2 separate regions of the Zea mays genome follow, and region 2 is linked to region 1. Evidence: chromatin contacts called from public Hi-C data. All regions are on one chromosome and are shown on one strand. Each heading gives the region's core, a stretch centred on a gene start, on an enhancer-like site or on the middle of the called end of the contact. The rest is flanking DNA. Distances are from core to core; before and after follow the strand shown. Region 1 holds the start of LOC100193159. Region 2 has its middle 97 kb from the start of LOC100381588.

Region 1 (7,700 bases), core at 3,672-6,171:
TCTTGCCATGAATCCGGCGCAGACCTCTTCCTGGCACCTAGGGCTATCTCACATGTGTGAGTTCCAATGGAGGATACGCCCTAGATCAGGAGATAGACGGGCGCCAAATCTGGCTTGTCTCACTGCCCACATTGCGACAAAACTGATGTCAAGAGCTGTCAAACGTCCGAGTCTCGGCTTCCACTTTTTCCAGGGGGTGCCTTAAGTGGTATACCACATTTTTGGTATAGAACCCAAGTGGTTTTGGCGCCATCTTCAAAGTGAACACGGTTGAACTTTAACTTAGGGTTAGAATTTGACTTAGAGGGAAATAGAGAGCTCTAGCTCTCTCTCTCCACTTGGAGATTTGAATTGGGGTCTCTCCAGGGGTCTTTTTGCAATATTTCCCTCCCCTAATTGATGGTTACAAGGTTAGTTAAGGTTTGGGTAAAACTACTCATGCTTTGCACACCTGTTCACTCTCTTTCCCCTCTTACCTAGGGTTTTGGGAGATAGGGTTTAGGAGAGGTCTAGGGTCCTTCTCCCCTCTTATCCAAGGTAGTAAGTGAGCAAGGATTTAGAGTAATGCTCCTTATGTCATTGGCAACTTTATTAGCACTTGATCTCCAAGTTCTTATGTGTTGCCCTAAGCCTTTACCCCATATAATCCACAGTCCTTAGTGGCAAGGTGTGCTCTAGCCATGGTAACACCTGGGGTGTTACACGGCACCTCCTGGTCCGTAGGAGGGTGAGTCGGCGAAGCTGGCGCATCCCAATCCACAGGAGGAGTCGGCGAAGATGGCGTCTCCTGACCTGTAGATGGGGGAGCCAGCGAAGCTGGCATCACTCGACCCATGGGAGGGAGATCTGGTGGGCCCCCCCATGCTGCAGGGGGAGGAGCCAGAGTGAAAGTCGCCTAAAGGGGGGTGAATAGGCGAAACCTGAAAATTATAAACTTTGAACACGCACTATACCCGGGATTAGTGTTAGAAATAATTTGGAGTGCGAAAGATAGTTTCTCTTGCAATGAGCTGCTCAATTAATGCGGATAACTTTGGGAGCAAACTCAAAACGATGTGAGCAAGAGAACTTTAGAGAGAGAGGAGAAACAAATCGAGTGATGAAGATCAACACAAATGAACATGGTGATTTGTTTCCCGAGGTTCGGTTTCAAAGAACCTAGTCCCTATTGAGGAGGCCACAAAGGCCTGGTCTATTCCAACCCTTTTCCTCTCTCAATCGGTCACTTAGACCGGTTGAGTGCTTCTACTTAATCACACGGGTCACTAAGACCCCTCAAGGATCACCACACAATTAGGTGTCTCTTGCTTGCTTTACAATTCACTAAAAAAGTTGAGAAAGAGATGAAGAAAGCACAATTATGAAAACCAAGAAACAAGAGCGACAAATAACACACGGATCACTTCTCTCAAGTCACTAAGCACTAATGATCACTTGTCTTAATTGTGGGGCTTGGAGAGATTGGAAGCTTTGAATGTGTCTTGGAATGGATTGCTAGCTCTTGTGTTGAATGTGAATGAGTAGAGTGCTTGGATCAAGTGAATGGAGGTGGTTGGGGATGTATTTATAGCCTCCAACCACTTTCTAGTCGTTGCTCCTTTTCTGCCGACCGCGGACGATCCGCGCCCCCTGTCCGGACGGTCCGCCCCTGCACATCAACGGCTGGAATCGCAACGATCAGCAGTAACGGCTATATCAACGGCTATTGTGCATTTAATGCGTCGTCAGATGTCAAATAAAGTAGTCGTGGATGGTCTGGCCGTGCACCTCAGACGGTCTGCGAGGACGCTAAAATGCATTTTACCGAACCCGTCACCTTCGGGTTTTTTGGTTTTTCAACAACCGGACGGTCCACGTCTGAGGCTGGACGATCCGCGCTTGGTCTCGGACGGTGCTCGCTTCTCCTTCAGATGGTCCGTAGTATTAACTTGTGTTTTTGCAGTGTTCTTGTCCGAGGCTCACCCTGGTGTCGCGGACGGTTCGCCGCAAGGGCCCGGACGGTCCGCGCATAGGTGTTTTTCCAAAAAGCTTCTCCTGTCGAGACAGTCGACTTATAGTAGTTGTAGATGAACTTATCCACCTGACAAATGATCAACTGGGTGAAGCCTTGGGCTCCTCTATTTATAACCTCAAGGAGGGCTCCCAGAGCGCCGTGGTTTGTCACGTATGGGAGCTAAGATGTGTCCGAGCCCCTGTAGCCGGTATGGACTTTGGTATGGCCTTTGTACCTGCTATTGATTTGAGCTAGGAGGAGGACATCTGGTCCCTGTATTTGCATCTTTGACCGAGCAGAGAGCCGAGGGCAAGGTCTGGGGCTCAATCGCGTACCAGAGCTTGTCTGGAGAACATATTGTCCTAGTCGTAGTGGTTGAAACAGTGATAAGTATGGCAAAAAGCACTTAGTATCTTGACGTCGGCTATGTAGCTTCTGGTTACGTTGGGCATCCTTTTGTCAATACTATCAAGGCCGAAGCCACGCTCGGGCGAGAAGAAAGTCTTCCCGAGGTCATGGCCAAGCCTACTCTAGGACATGCAGCCGTGCAGGGAACAATTCAAGGAGTGGCCTCCTGCAGGATTCATAGGGGGCAGTTGACCGAGGCCGAGCTTGAGCGAGGCAGAGTTTTCTCCGAGGTCGAGGCCGACTTTGGGTGAGGCGGAGTTCCCTCCTGAGGGTGAGACTGTGCTCTGCCATACGCACGTCCCATCTGGAGTTGTTTGAACTCGGCAGACGGCGTGGGGGAGCAGTAGCTGTTATTCCCAGGCATGCGTCATTGTAGTCGCTGAAAGTGGAAAGGACCGCGGTTCTATCGCTCACATTCGACTATGGTGTCACATGGGGTAGGTATTCGCATTGAATGCTCACGTCCCTGCAGTTCCCATGACCTTTGACTAAGGCTCGACTCAGGGTTGTCCTTCTGTCCGAGACTGGCTCGGGTGAGGCGGAAACCCCTGTTCCGCGGAGAGGGGACCTCAGGCGAGGCGAGTATTTCCTCGAGCGCTGCCTTTGTCCGAGGACAGGCTCGGGTGAGGCGGAGTTTCGAGCGACCGTCTAGTGGGGTCTTGGGCGAATCGTGGCTTATCCTTTCTTGCCCTCAGGGAATGTGTCTTTTGGTAGTCTAGGTGTTAAGCATGTTTAGGGGCATAATTTGGGTACCCCTAATTACGATACCCGACAAGCCTATATACGATGTTGCTAGATAACATCGTGGTTCTATATCCTGCAGATATCAAACCAGAGCTATTACACCTTCTGTAAGATGGCTTCATCGGGTAGGAGGTGTAGTTGCCCGTCCACCACATACTATATGTTGTGAACTTGTGACATTTGTGTTTTTTGTGAACTCGATATATTGTGAACTTGTTATATTATGTATTTGTGATCTTTGTGAACATGTTATATTGCGAACTTGTGAATTTGTTATATTATGAATTTGTGATCTTTATGAACGTGTTATATTGCGAACTTGTTATATTGTGAATTGTGAATTTATGGTCTTTGTGATCTTCGTAAACTTTGTCGTATTGTGAACTTGTTATACTGAGATATTTTTATATTGATATATTTACTAATTGTATTTTAAATTTCGATCGTTACGAGTGTATTTTCCATACCGAACTTTCGTTTTCGATGTTTCCAATACCGATACCGTTTCCGTTTCTAGAGTTACCGTTTCTGATTTCATTCCCGATAAAAATATGATAACAATAACGGTTTTAGTGTTTACCGACTGTTTTCATCCATACGTACACACCTTCATATGAAAATACATCAACACCCTTGATTGCTATACATATGATATACAAAACATAATTAGGGCAATCTTGTTTTTTCCCACGAGCGTGTCATGTATGTCTTTCCTCTCCTTCGCTTCCACAACACTGAAGTTGAGCTTGGGTCATTCTAGGATGCTTAATCTGGTTCACCCTGCCTCCTCCTTCAGTCCATGGAGGCTTTTGACTGAAGTTTGATTTTTTATTCCTGATATCAAACTTGGAAACAACTAGGGTTTATTAGTTCTGAGGACCTTTGGTGAGGACTCGCTCGCAATAGTGATATGATGCCCCGTGTCTCATGTTGGGCCGGTGATTTGGCGGCAAAGACGAAAGCGAATGTCGATTAATAATAACTAATAGGAAAAAATATTTTTCGTTTAATTTACCCCACCACTCCATTGAGTTGGTTCAATTTACACCTTTACAAAATTTATATTTTTTATTTCTTTATGTACAAACTAAGTTTTCAATTTATTTTTTGTTGGTTAGTAACTAATATCATAATTTAGCCATCAAAATATATTATAAATTTTTATAATTATTTTGATAGGAATCAGATAAGATAATAACATTATTAGTACAAAACTAAATATAAAATAATTATGAATTTTTTAATACATTTTCTATTATGGTGTCTTCAATCACCTCAGAAATTATGAACTTGAAATTTAACTTTTAATTGGATAATTTTTCATCATTATTTTAGGAAATATATTAAGAAATTTTATCATTATTTTATATTTAGTTTTGTACCAATAATGTTATTATATTATCTGATCTCTAACCTATCAAAATAATTATACAATATATATTATATTTTTAGACTAAATTATGCTATTAGCTAATAGCCAACAGAATTTGAATATAAAACTCAGTTTGTACATAAAATGAAAAAAGACAAATTTTGTTAAAGGGTAAATTGAATCAACTAAAAAAAGTGAAGGTAAAAAATGTACTAAAAATACTTTTAAGGATTATGTGAACAATGTTAATAGACGAGGGAAGTAATTTGGATCTTTTCCTAACTAATAACTGTATTGGGAATTGAGATGGGATGGGCCGTGCTCTCAAGTTGGGCTGGGGGTGGTCTGATCCTAACTGTTAGTCAAATGCAACGCCTACCTGTGGCCCACGCCACACGACGACCCCTCAAGTAACCTCGAACTGCATCCGCCAGCACCAGCAACAGCAATGGAGCACACGACGACCCAACACACGGCAGCCGCCGGGGAGCAGGAGAGCCCCCCCACGGCGTTGGCCTTGAGAAGCCTCGCCGACTACACCGTCGGGGCCATCCCCACCCTATTCTATGTCCCCGACTTCATCTCCCACTCCGAGCAATCACAGCTCCTCCACCATGTACTGCACGCATCAAATCGGCAAATCTCGTCTCCTTTTATTCGTTTTTGTTTCTTTCTCTCTCGATCCCACTGTATTTTGACGCGGCGGCGGTGACTTCTTCGGCGCAGATTTACCAGGCACCGGCGCCCAAGTGGAAAACCCTCAAGAACCGGAGGCTACAAAACTGGGGTACTCTTTGTCTTCTTCGCACTTGGTGGTTTTGGCTTGGAGATTGCTTTAGCTTCCTCCTTTCCTTGACACGGTGTCGGATTGAGCAGGAGGAGTGGTGCATGAGAAGGGGCTCCTGCCGCAGGCCTGTGAGTGTGCTCATAAAAGCTTGCAAATTTTAGCTTGGTTTTGTGAATCAAACTGAAGATCAGGCATAGCGTTGCATAACTGAAGTTTGGCCCGTAATCTAATTTTGGTTCCAATGTGCTTGGTTTCAAATGTCTTATCTTGTGAAAATTCAAGTTCAAATTCAAAGAGTAGTAGGTATGCTTGAAGAATAAAATTTTCCTACAATGTGATTGCCAGTAGAACTGTGGGAAGCTCACCAAGTAGTTGGCACTTTTACTGGATAGGATAACTAACACTATTGAGTTGCTGCTTCAACAGCAGATGCCACTTGGTTATTAGGAAGATGTGTTGTAATTTTTGTACAAATCACAAGTCCCACATGATGATCATCATAAACCAGTTATTAATATCATGATGGCAGCTTCATGGATTGGTGGTTATGAGCCATCAGCCAAGTTAGTGGTGTAGCTAAGCAGGGGCTGAATTCCCTAATTATCCTTGGAGCCTGGACTCTATGGAAGCACTAAAATAACTGTATTTTTGATAGGCAGGCTCCAAACCTGAATGTGACTCAAAAAAGCTAATCAAGAGAAGGATGTTTGGGGGCTAGTAGGGGCTATGGAGCTATCCTTCGAACTACCCCTATTCTCGGTCTTTAGTTGAGTTTAGATGGTTGATCTGTTTTTTATCTAGATTCATGGATCCTTTTGTGTATTGGTGTTTTTGGCCACCAGAAGGTGGCTGTGTTAGTTAGTAATCTTTGGTTTGTCTAGCTTAGACTCTTCCTTTTCTCTTAATATAATGATGTATAGTTCTCCTACGTGTTCGAGAAAAAATAGCTTGTCTAGCTTACTTGTTAGCTTAAGCTTTCATAGCAAGTAACACTCTCAAGGGCTTCATCTTGTGAACCATCATAGCTGTCTTCCGCTTGTTTTAGAAAAATTGAGGCACTTCGAGGTTGAGATTATTAGTTATCACCTTGCTTGTCTTGTATCCAGCTTTAAGTGCCTCAGAACATGAAGCTTACCCAAAGGTCTTCATAATGATTAGGAAGTCAGTCAAGGCTGGATGTTTGTTCGAATATTGGATAGGGATTCAGAGAGGTTTACTCCCTTCAAGTTAGAAAAACAAAGAATGGTATGTTTTTGTGGTATTTTTGGGTCAGTCTAGGATAAAGTATTTATGATCCTTCTTTAATTGTTTCAGTTAGCAGATTGTAACATTGAGAACACTATTACTTGTTTTTCTACCTTCTGAAAATACTGAATCTAGCACAACAGAGAGATTGATTTTTTGAGTGCCTGCTATGCCATGATCTTATTGTAATTGATGTCTGTACCGAACGCAACAGTGATACATTTCTTGTTTGGTGGCTAACATGCCTACTAGTTGCATTTCAGTATGCGTGCTTTTATACACTATACTCAAGTACATATCAAATTTAGCATCAAATTGAGCTTCACAGCATGTACTGCTGCAGTGCCTTCATGGCTAACAAGGATAACCGACAGAATCTGCCAGTGGACTGGTTTATTTCCTTCTGCAATCAATCACGTGCTGATAAATGAGTATCATCCTAACCAAGGGATCATGGTTTGCAATCGACAGACCTCTATTGTTTGTTCCTCTGTTTACATATTAAGCATCACCCTTACAAACAATGACTTTGTGCCTTCCAGCCACACCAAGATGGTCCTGCCTACTACCCTGTCGTTGCTATCATATCTCTTGCTTCACCTGTCGTGATTAATTTCACACCCCATCAAAAGCTTAAAGAGCAGCAGGACACTGATCCACAGGACTTACTGGCCCATGAGTTGCCTTCGCCAGCTGAGACAGAGAACAACGGCTCTGGATCACAAGAACGTGGAGCCACAAATGAATCTGATCCTTCATCTTCATCACTTATGCTGATGCCGTGCAGCCTGTTGATATTTAAGGATCAGGCTTATACAGGTTAGATAGATCTTGCAGTTGTTTTCTAATGGGATAGCCAATTAACCATTTTTATTCAAGTGTTTTCATTGTCCCTTATATTTTCTCTCTCTCTCTTTCCAGACTACTTGCATGGCATACAAGATAGTGAGCTACATAATCTGGACAAGGTGAAATAATGATTGATGAATCATTTTATATGTACCCGATGAGCATCTGAACTTATTCAGAGTGCAAAAAAATTTGGCATTGTACAGGTGGAGAATGTGTCTCAGTGCCAAGAACTGAAGCATCTACATTCGGACTCTATCCTAGGGGGCATGAGCATGGAAGAGCATGACACGTTCCGCAGG
Region 2 (7,351 bases), core at 1,014-3,513, 280 kb before region 1:
AGGCCTTCTTCACACGCATGTGGTGCTTCAGTTTTGGCCCCTCCCAGATGTTGTCAATCGTCTCTAGTATAGAGTTTTCGACTAAAACATTACGGACCTTGTTAGGTGGCAGCCACACCATAAACATAGACAGTGCAATCTCGCAAAACTTACAAGCCACATTTGGTACAACTAAAATAACATGTGCAAAGGCATCATGGGATATAATGGTGCATGCAAGCGTCAAGGGGTAGGCGTTGTCTATTCCTCACTTCTAATCACTAGGAAAAACCTAGAGCAAGTGCTAATAGAGCGATCCAACTAATCTAAGCAATTTACAAAGCGCATACATAATCACCGAGTGGTCTTTGAGCACGTGGTGTATAGAACTATAGGAATGGAGTCTCAACTCTAGCGATATTTCTTAGCTCTCACACATCTCAAATGGTCAAATGGGGTGGCATATATAGCCTCCATGTCCAAAACAAGTCGTTGGAAGCAATGCAAGATTTTTTGCATACTTGTCGGACACTACGATGCACTCGACTGATATGTCGATGCATGTCCACATCAGCTAACTATTGAAACTAGCCATTGCTAATTGTTTGAGTAAATACATTTGATGTCATGGCTGGTGCTACACCGGGCACGTCCAGGCATTATACACCTTCTTGGGTTGCTATGCAACCTCTTAAGTACCCTATCCAGTGGAGTATTCCATGGTACACTGGACATGTCTAGTGCCTTATGGACCTCCTCAAACACGCTACATACCTTATCTAAGTGTTATATCTAGTGTCATGTCTGATGCGACGTCTGATGTACTATGTTTTTGTAGCCCTTTCTTTAGCATAGTACAACTCCTATTCGGTGCCTCACTGGAGACATCCAGTGCTGCTAAATAGATTGTTTTTATTAATTTCTTCTCGTCTCTTTGTATGACATTCTTTCATGTTATGTCTTGGACTCTTGCAATGATCTTTGTAGGTCTTCCATGAGTTTTCTGACATCTACTTGATGTGTTGATCTTCTCGATCATCGCATCTCCTCGTCCAAGTCTATGTTGCACCTAGAGATGGCAATGGGTATATACTCGTCGGGTAGTAGCATTCCATACACATACCCTCAAACAAAATTGTACTTGTCAGGTTACCCTATACGTTCGCGGGTATTGAATCTTACCTGTACCCATACCCATACCCCACACGGGTAATTTTACCCATCGGGTAACCTATACCCACTAGGAAAGTCCCAGATTCTAATATTACAGTCACTTAAAATGTGAAACAAACATATAAAAATAAGTTCAACTTCAAATATAATAAACTATATGATTACATAACTTGTAATTTAATAAACTACAGTCGAACAAGGATTTTCTTTTAGCTAATATAAGCTTTAATATATGATAATAGTGGTATGATGCGGGTATATTTTACTCGTGGGTATAAGGGTATGGGTAGTACCGACTCGTACACATACCGTCGAGATTATTGGCCATTAGCATACCCATGGATAAAGAAATCATCTCATACCCACCTTTATGTCAGGTAAAACGCGTCGAGTATTGAGGTTTTGGGTACACATTGTCATCTTGCACCATTTAAAAAATAGCCAAAAAATACTATCAAATAATATTGCTCTAAATGGTTACATTGATCATCAAACACTAAAACTTTATAGTTAAGTGGATCTCGCTCCATTTTTCTTGCAAAGTAGAATGTTGATAATATCCTGCAACATCAGTCCCAATAATTAAAAAAAAGATTTGGTTAGTGGTGACTAGGGATATATACAGTATCGGCGAGCCGTTAGAGATGCTAAGAAACGAAGAGAGTTTAACCCCGTTTCCTAGTTGGACATAAACTCAATGGAATGCGCCGACACCTAGGCGCGGCGGAAGCGAAAGGTACAGATCACAGATGGCGATAGAGCGAGAGACTACTAGTAGCTCTCTAGTCATCTAGTGGATCGGATCGGATTGGATCGGCCACTGCCCAGTGCCCACTGATACGTACAGATGACTGCAACTAACGATCCGGCTGGGCCCCGCTCCTGCTTTTACCTTGGTTTCGTCGTGATGATACCGCCACTGGCCTGGCCCCCCTCTGCACTGCAGCCTTCTTAGCTTCTTCAACCTCGGTACCTTTGCCTTCCTTCCCCTTCCATTCCCTGCTGTCATTCCCAATCCCACCCTTTCGTCGCACATGCATGCAGTGCAGTGTAGAGCGGGCACCATGGACCACCCCAATCTGCCTTGCTTGCACTCGCAGCAGCGACTAGGCCCGGCCGGCCCCCCACGCGTCCATTCCATCTATCTATATGATCTACGCCTTCCTGTTGGGGCCCTCCCTACCCCTCGACCACCGTACCCGGCCCTTTCCTTTCGGCCGCGGAGACATTGAGCATGTCGTGATCGGGAGCCAGCACCAACAACAGCAGGGAAAAGAGTAGCACGCAATCATCGCATCATGCTTGCTACTAATGGAAAGCCTACCCTAGGGAACATGGCCATGTAGCTCACCAGGCCGAGGCGCGAGGGCCATTTCCAGCATCCCCGTCCAATAATACAGTACACACCCGCCCAATTCCTGTCACATTCAGCCCACAAGGCCCAGCGACGATGAGAAACCCACCCTCGCCCACAGCACTGGCACTGGCAGCACATTTGCCATGAATCAATCAATTCCATGGAGGGCACGAACAAGCATACCAGATGATGCGACGCTGGGCAACCTAATTCCAAATTTCCATCCACAAACGTTACAGCAGCCAAATCCACTCACCTCTAAAAAAATACAGCAAGCAACCGGATGGTGGTACAACACTTGCCCAGTTTTGATTGTCTTTCCAACACCCGGCTATTCCATGCAACAGATTCTCTTCTCTTCTCTTCTCTTCTTCATTCATCCGACTATGGTGCGCTTCCTACCCCGTTGCCTCACTGTAAACAAAAAAGATCGATTGCAAAGAGTGGATAAAAAAAAGGTCATCCTTCACACGTCAGCACAGCTACGTTGTCAGACCTCGCCGGAGAAGCAACCTCCAGTTGCCGGCGAGCTCACCCTGCTGGTCACAGAAAAGACTCACGCACACACACACGAACACAAGTAGGCACACTCTGATTTGGTGCTGTGAACAACCAACAGCTTTTCTGACTCTATTTCTCTGTATATATAGAGACGTGTACAGACCATGAGATTACAACCCGACAGTTTACCGCTTAAAGAAAGGAAAAAGAAATGTGGGGCACGATTACCCTGATTTGCACGCCATGCCCCTCATCGTTGAGTGCCATCCCACTCACCTCAGTCTCAGCGTGCGACGCGCCGGTCGTGCGGACTGCGCACACGATCGCACGACCAGGCTCTCCCTTTGTGCATGGCTAACAGAAAGCTCCTATAACAATGTGACGCTAACTGACAAACTAACTACAGGCACAAGTATTATTTGACAAATCTCCTCCTAAGACTTGTGCACTGATTTACCTACAGAGACTGAATGCCAATTTTGGAGCAGAGTTCTCTGAACTTCAGTTTGCCGAGAGGCTTTGTTAGGATGTCTCCAAGCTGATCCTCTGTCCTGATGAACCTCACTTCAATTTGGCCTGAATTTGCATACTCCCGGATCAAATGGAATCTTGTATCAATATGTTTTGACCGGTCATGATGCACTGGATTTTTTATCAAAGAAATGGCAGACTTGTTGTCTACCCTTAACACCGGCTTGCTCACAACTGAATCTGTAATTTCAGCTAGCAGCCGAGCTAGCCAAACAGCCTGACAAGCAGCAGTAGCAGCTGATATATATTCAGCCTCACAGCTTGATAATGCCACTACCTTTTGCTTTGTTGATTGCCAGCTAATTGGACTGTTGCCTAGGAAGAAAAGGACTCCAGTTGTGCTCTTCCTCTCATCCAAATCACCGGCAAGGTCACTGTCACTGAAGCCCAACAATTCAGTTTTCTTTTCATTCTTCCTAGGGTAGAAAAGGCCCCAACTCCTTGTTCCAGCTATGTATCTGAGAATCTGCTTCACAGCTGCAAAATGCTCCATGTGGGGCTCCTCCATAAATCTACTCACATACCCAACTGAAAAAGCCAAATCAGGTCGGGTATTGACCAGATACCTCAATTTTCCCACCAAGCTCCTGTATTCTGTTGCATCTACACAGGGGCTGTCATCCTTCCTGCTCAGCTTCAGCTTTGCCTGCATTGGTACATCACACGAGTTGCAGTCTGCAAAACCACTTAGATCTAGTATCTTATTAGCATACCTCTCTTGAGAAAGGGTAATTCCCAGCTCATCCTGCTTCACTTCAATGCCCAAGTAATATGATAGTAAACCAAGATCACTCATCTTAAATACCTTGGTCATTTCAGCCTTGAAAGTCTGGATGTTGCTGCTGCTAGTGCCTGTGATCACTAGATCATCTACATAGACACCTACAACTAGTCTCTCTGCACCTTCTCCTCGACAGTAAATAGCATGCTCAGATGGACATCTAGTGAACCCCAGAACACCCATTTTTTCATCCAGTTTTTGATTCCAGGCACGGGGAGCTTGATGCAAACCATAAAGAGCTTTGTGTAGTCGGTATACCTTGTGTTTCTGTCCTGGTTGAGCAAATCCAGGCGCTTGCTGCACATACACCTCCTCCTGGAGGTCGCCGTTCAAGAACGCCGTCTTGACGTCCATGTGATGGACTTGCCATCCCTCCTGCGCTGCCAACGCTAGTAGCAGCCGCACCGCTTCCAAGCGAGCGACCGGTGCAAACACCTCATCGTAGTCGATTCCTTGGCGCTGAGCGTAGCCTTTTGCGACAAGTCGTGCCTTGTGCCGTACCACGGCACCGTGTTCATCTTTCTTGACCTTGAATACCCACTTGAGCCCAATGGCTCGCTGCCCAGATGGCAACTCAGTGAGTGTCCAAGTGTGGTTGTCCTCTATGGCGCGCAGTTCCTCCTCCATCGCTCGTCGCCAGCACGGGTCTTGCCCAGCATGTGCAAGCGACCCAGGCTCCTCCGCACTCACTGCAAAGAGTTGCTCGTTGTACAGTACGCGCACGGCGTACCCAGGTGGCGACGCAGCTCCGGTGACGTCCTCCACTGTTCGGAACCGCAGTGGTGCGTTGTCGTCGTGGTCGGCGTCCAGGTCTTCGTCTAACGCAGCAGGTGGTGTGGCGAACTGCACACCCGGAGAAGCTACTCCGGCCTCCCCTGGTGTTCCTAGTGGCGTCATATGCTGCAAAGCAGCCACCGGTGCCCCCGCCTGGGCACCTCCTGGCCCCGCCACCACCTGAAATTGGATGGTGAACGTGTCGTCGCCGCCATGATCCGCGCCAGTGCCGGTCTTAGCTCCCTCTGACCAGTCCCACTGGGCGGACTCATCAAAGACCACGTCGCGCGTCACGTGCACGCGCTTAGTGGCCGGATCGTAGGCTCGATATGCCTTAGACCCGCGCTCGTACCCGACGAAAATCATCTTGCGGCCACGATCCTCCATCTTCTTCAGGTGCGGTGTCGTATTCTTAACATAGACAATGCACCTGAAGGTCTTCAGGTGGTGTACTGCCGGCTTCTTCCCGTACCATGCCTCGAATGGAGTCTTGCCTTCTACTGCCTTCGTCGGTACCCGGTTCAGGAGATGCACGGCAGTGTTCACCGCCTCTCCCCAGAACCAAGCCGGCAGCCCCTTTGCCTTGAGCAGACAGCGTGCTGTGCCTGCCACCATGGCGTTCCGGCGCTCGACGACGCCGTTCTGTTGTGGGGAATACGGCGCTGTCAGCTGCCGGTGCACGCCGTCCGCCGCGCAGTACTCCATGAACTCTTTGGATGTGAACTCGCCACCACGATCCGTCCGGAGCGCCAGCAGCTTGCAGCTGGACTCAGCTTCTGCACGTGCCTGGAACTCCTTGATGGCAGCCGCCGCTCGATCCTTGGACCGCAGCAGCGTCAGCCACATGTAGCGACTCCGATCGTCGACGAGAAGCAGGAAGTAGGTGTTCCCGCTTGGTGTCGCCGGTGTCACGGGTCCACATAAGTCCCCGTGCACCAGCTCCAGTGCGCGGTCCGCCCGCCACTGTGTCTGGTCAGGGAACGCCGTCCTTCGCTGCTTGCCGGCGAGACACGCCTCACAGAGTTGGTCCACCTGCTCGATGGAAGGCAGTCCACGAACGAGCTCCTCCCACGCCATCTTCCTCAGCGCCGGCATGTTGATGTGGCCGAGCCTGGCATGCCACCGCCAGGCACTTTCTTCGCCGCGCGCTGCCAGGCACACCGGTCGTGCCACGTCGACGTTGAGCACATACAGCCGGTTGCCTGCGCGTGGGATCCTCGCCAGCAGTCGCCCCTCAGGCTCCCGAATCTCCATGCCACCGCGCCAGAGGTGGACGTCGTAGTCGGCCTCCTCCAACTGGCCGAGGCTCACGATATTCGCCGTGAGTCGCGGGATGTAGTAAACGCCGGTGAAGGAGCGATGCTCGCCATTCTTGCACTTGAACAGCACGGTCCCGCGCCCTTCAATCTCCGCCATGGAGTCATCGCCGAACCGCACCGACCCAGACACTGCCGTGTCCAGATCTGCGAACGCCGCCCGAGACCCCGTCATGTGGTTCGTGGCCCCGGTGTCGCAGATCCAGGACCTAGGGTCCCGCTGCTCCTTCGCGCCGAGCTGCACGAACACCTTTCCCTCCTGTAGCTGGATCCGCCCATCAGTGCTCGCCGTCGTGGCCTCCTGCGATGACCAGCTCGCCACTACACTGGGCGCGCCGAGGACCTCATCATGCGGAGGTGGAGAGTAGGGGCTCGATGGGGATGAGGTGCGCGACGGGGCTGGAGACACCGGTGGCGGCGCAGTGGCGGATCCCGCCGGCGGTGGTGGAGGCGCGGATCCGGCCAGTGGGGCAGTGGAGGAGGCGCGGATCCGGTCGGTGGGGGCAGAGGTGGAGGCGCGGATCCTCCCGGCGGCGGTGGAGGCGCGGACCCTGCCGGCGGCGGTGGAGGCGCGGACCCTGCTGGCGGGGATCGACGCAGTGGTGCGGCCCTCAACAGCATGAGCGCCTCCTCCTCCTGGGCCATGTGGGCCGCCTCCTGCTTTGGCCTTGCCTTGCAATCACGAGCCCAGTGGCCGGTTTGCCCACACTTCCTGCACTGGTCACGGCCTAGCTTGCGGCCGGGTCCCGTGCCTGTTCTGCCGCTCGACGCAGGCACGCCGCGACGTGGATGCCGCCGCCGGTCACCGGATTTAGACGTGCCATCGTCTCCTCCCTTCTGCTGCTCCTTCCGCCGCGCCTCCCACTGCTCCTCCGTTAGGTACAGTTTACCCCCGTCGAAGGTGGTGGTGCATCGTCAGCATCCTCGGCCGCTTTCAGC

Evidence for each region. Hi-C and Micro-C count contacts between places; a contact is called where the count stands out from the background.
Region 2: a contact with region 1 is called in a Hi-C map of leaf, with 4 times the contacts expected there. The contact joins the enhancer-like site here to the promoter of LOC100193159 in region 1. A contact is called at or near these places in 2 of 25 Hi-C or Micro-C datasets (both in leaf).

What each region holds. Positions count from the first base shown.
Region 1 is chr1:245,658,728-245,666,427 of Zm-B73-REFERENCE-NAM-5.0, reverse strand. It overlaps LOC100193159, which reads left to right and starts at 4,921. Exons shown (of 7, transcript NR_153803.1): 1 at 4,921-5,133; 2 at 5,244-5,607; 3 at 6,463-6,549; 4 at 6,893-7,005; 5 at 7,092-7,368; 6 at 7,471-7,517; 7 at 7,605-7,700.
Region 2 is chr1:245,931,858-245,939,208 of Zm-B73-REFERENCE-NAM-5.0, reverse strand. No RefSeq gene overlaps it. Among protein-coding and RNA genes, the nearest start is that of LOC100381588, 97 kb to the left of the region's middle. Within about 2 kb of position 2,263, at least 18 of the 20 cell types and tissues checked have an H3K27ac peak or open chromatin away from gene starts, as enhancers often do. A contact at or near this core is called in leaf, where this site is marked.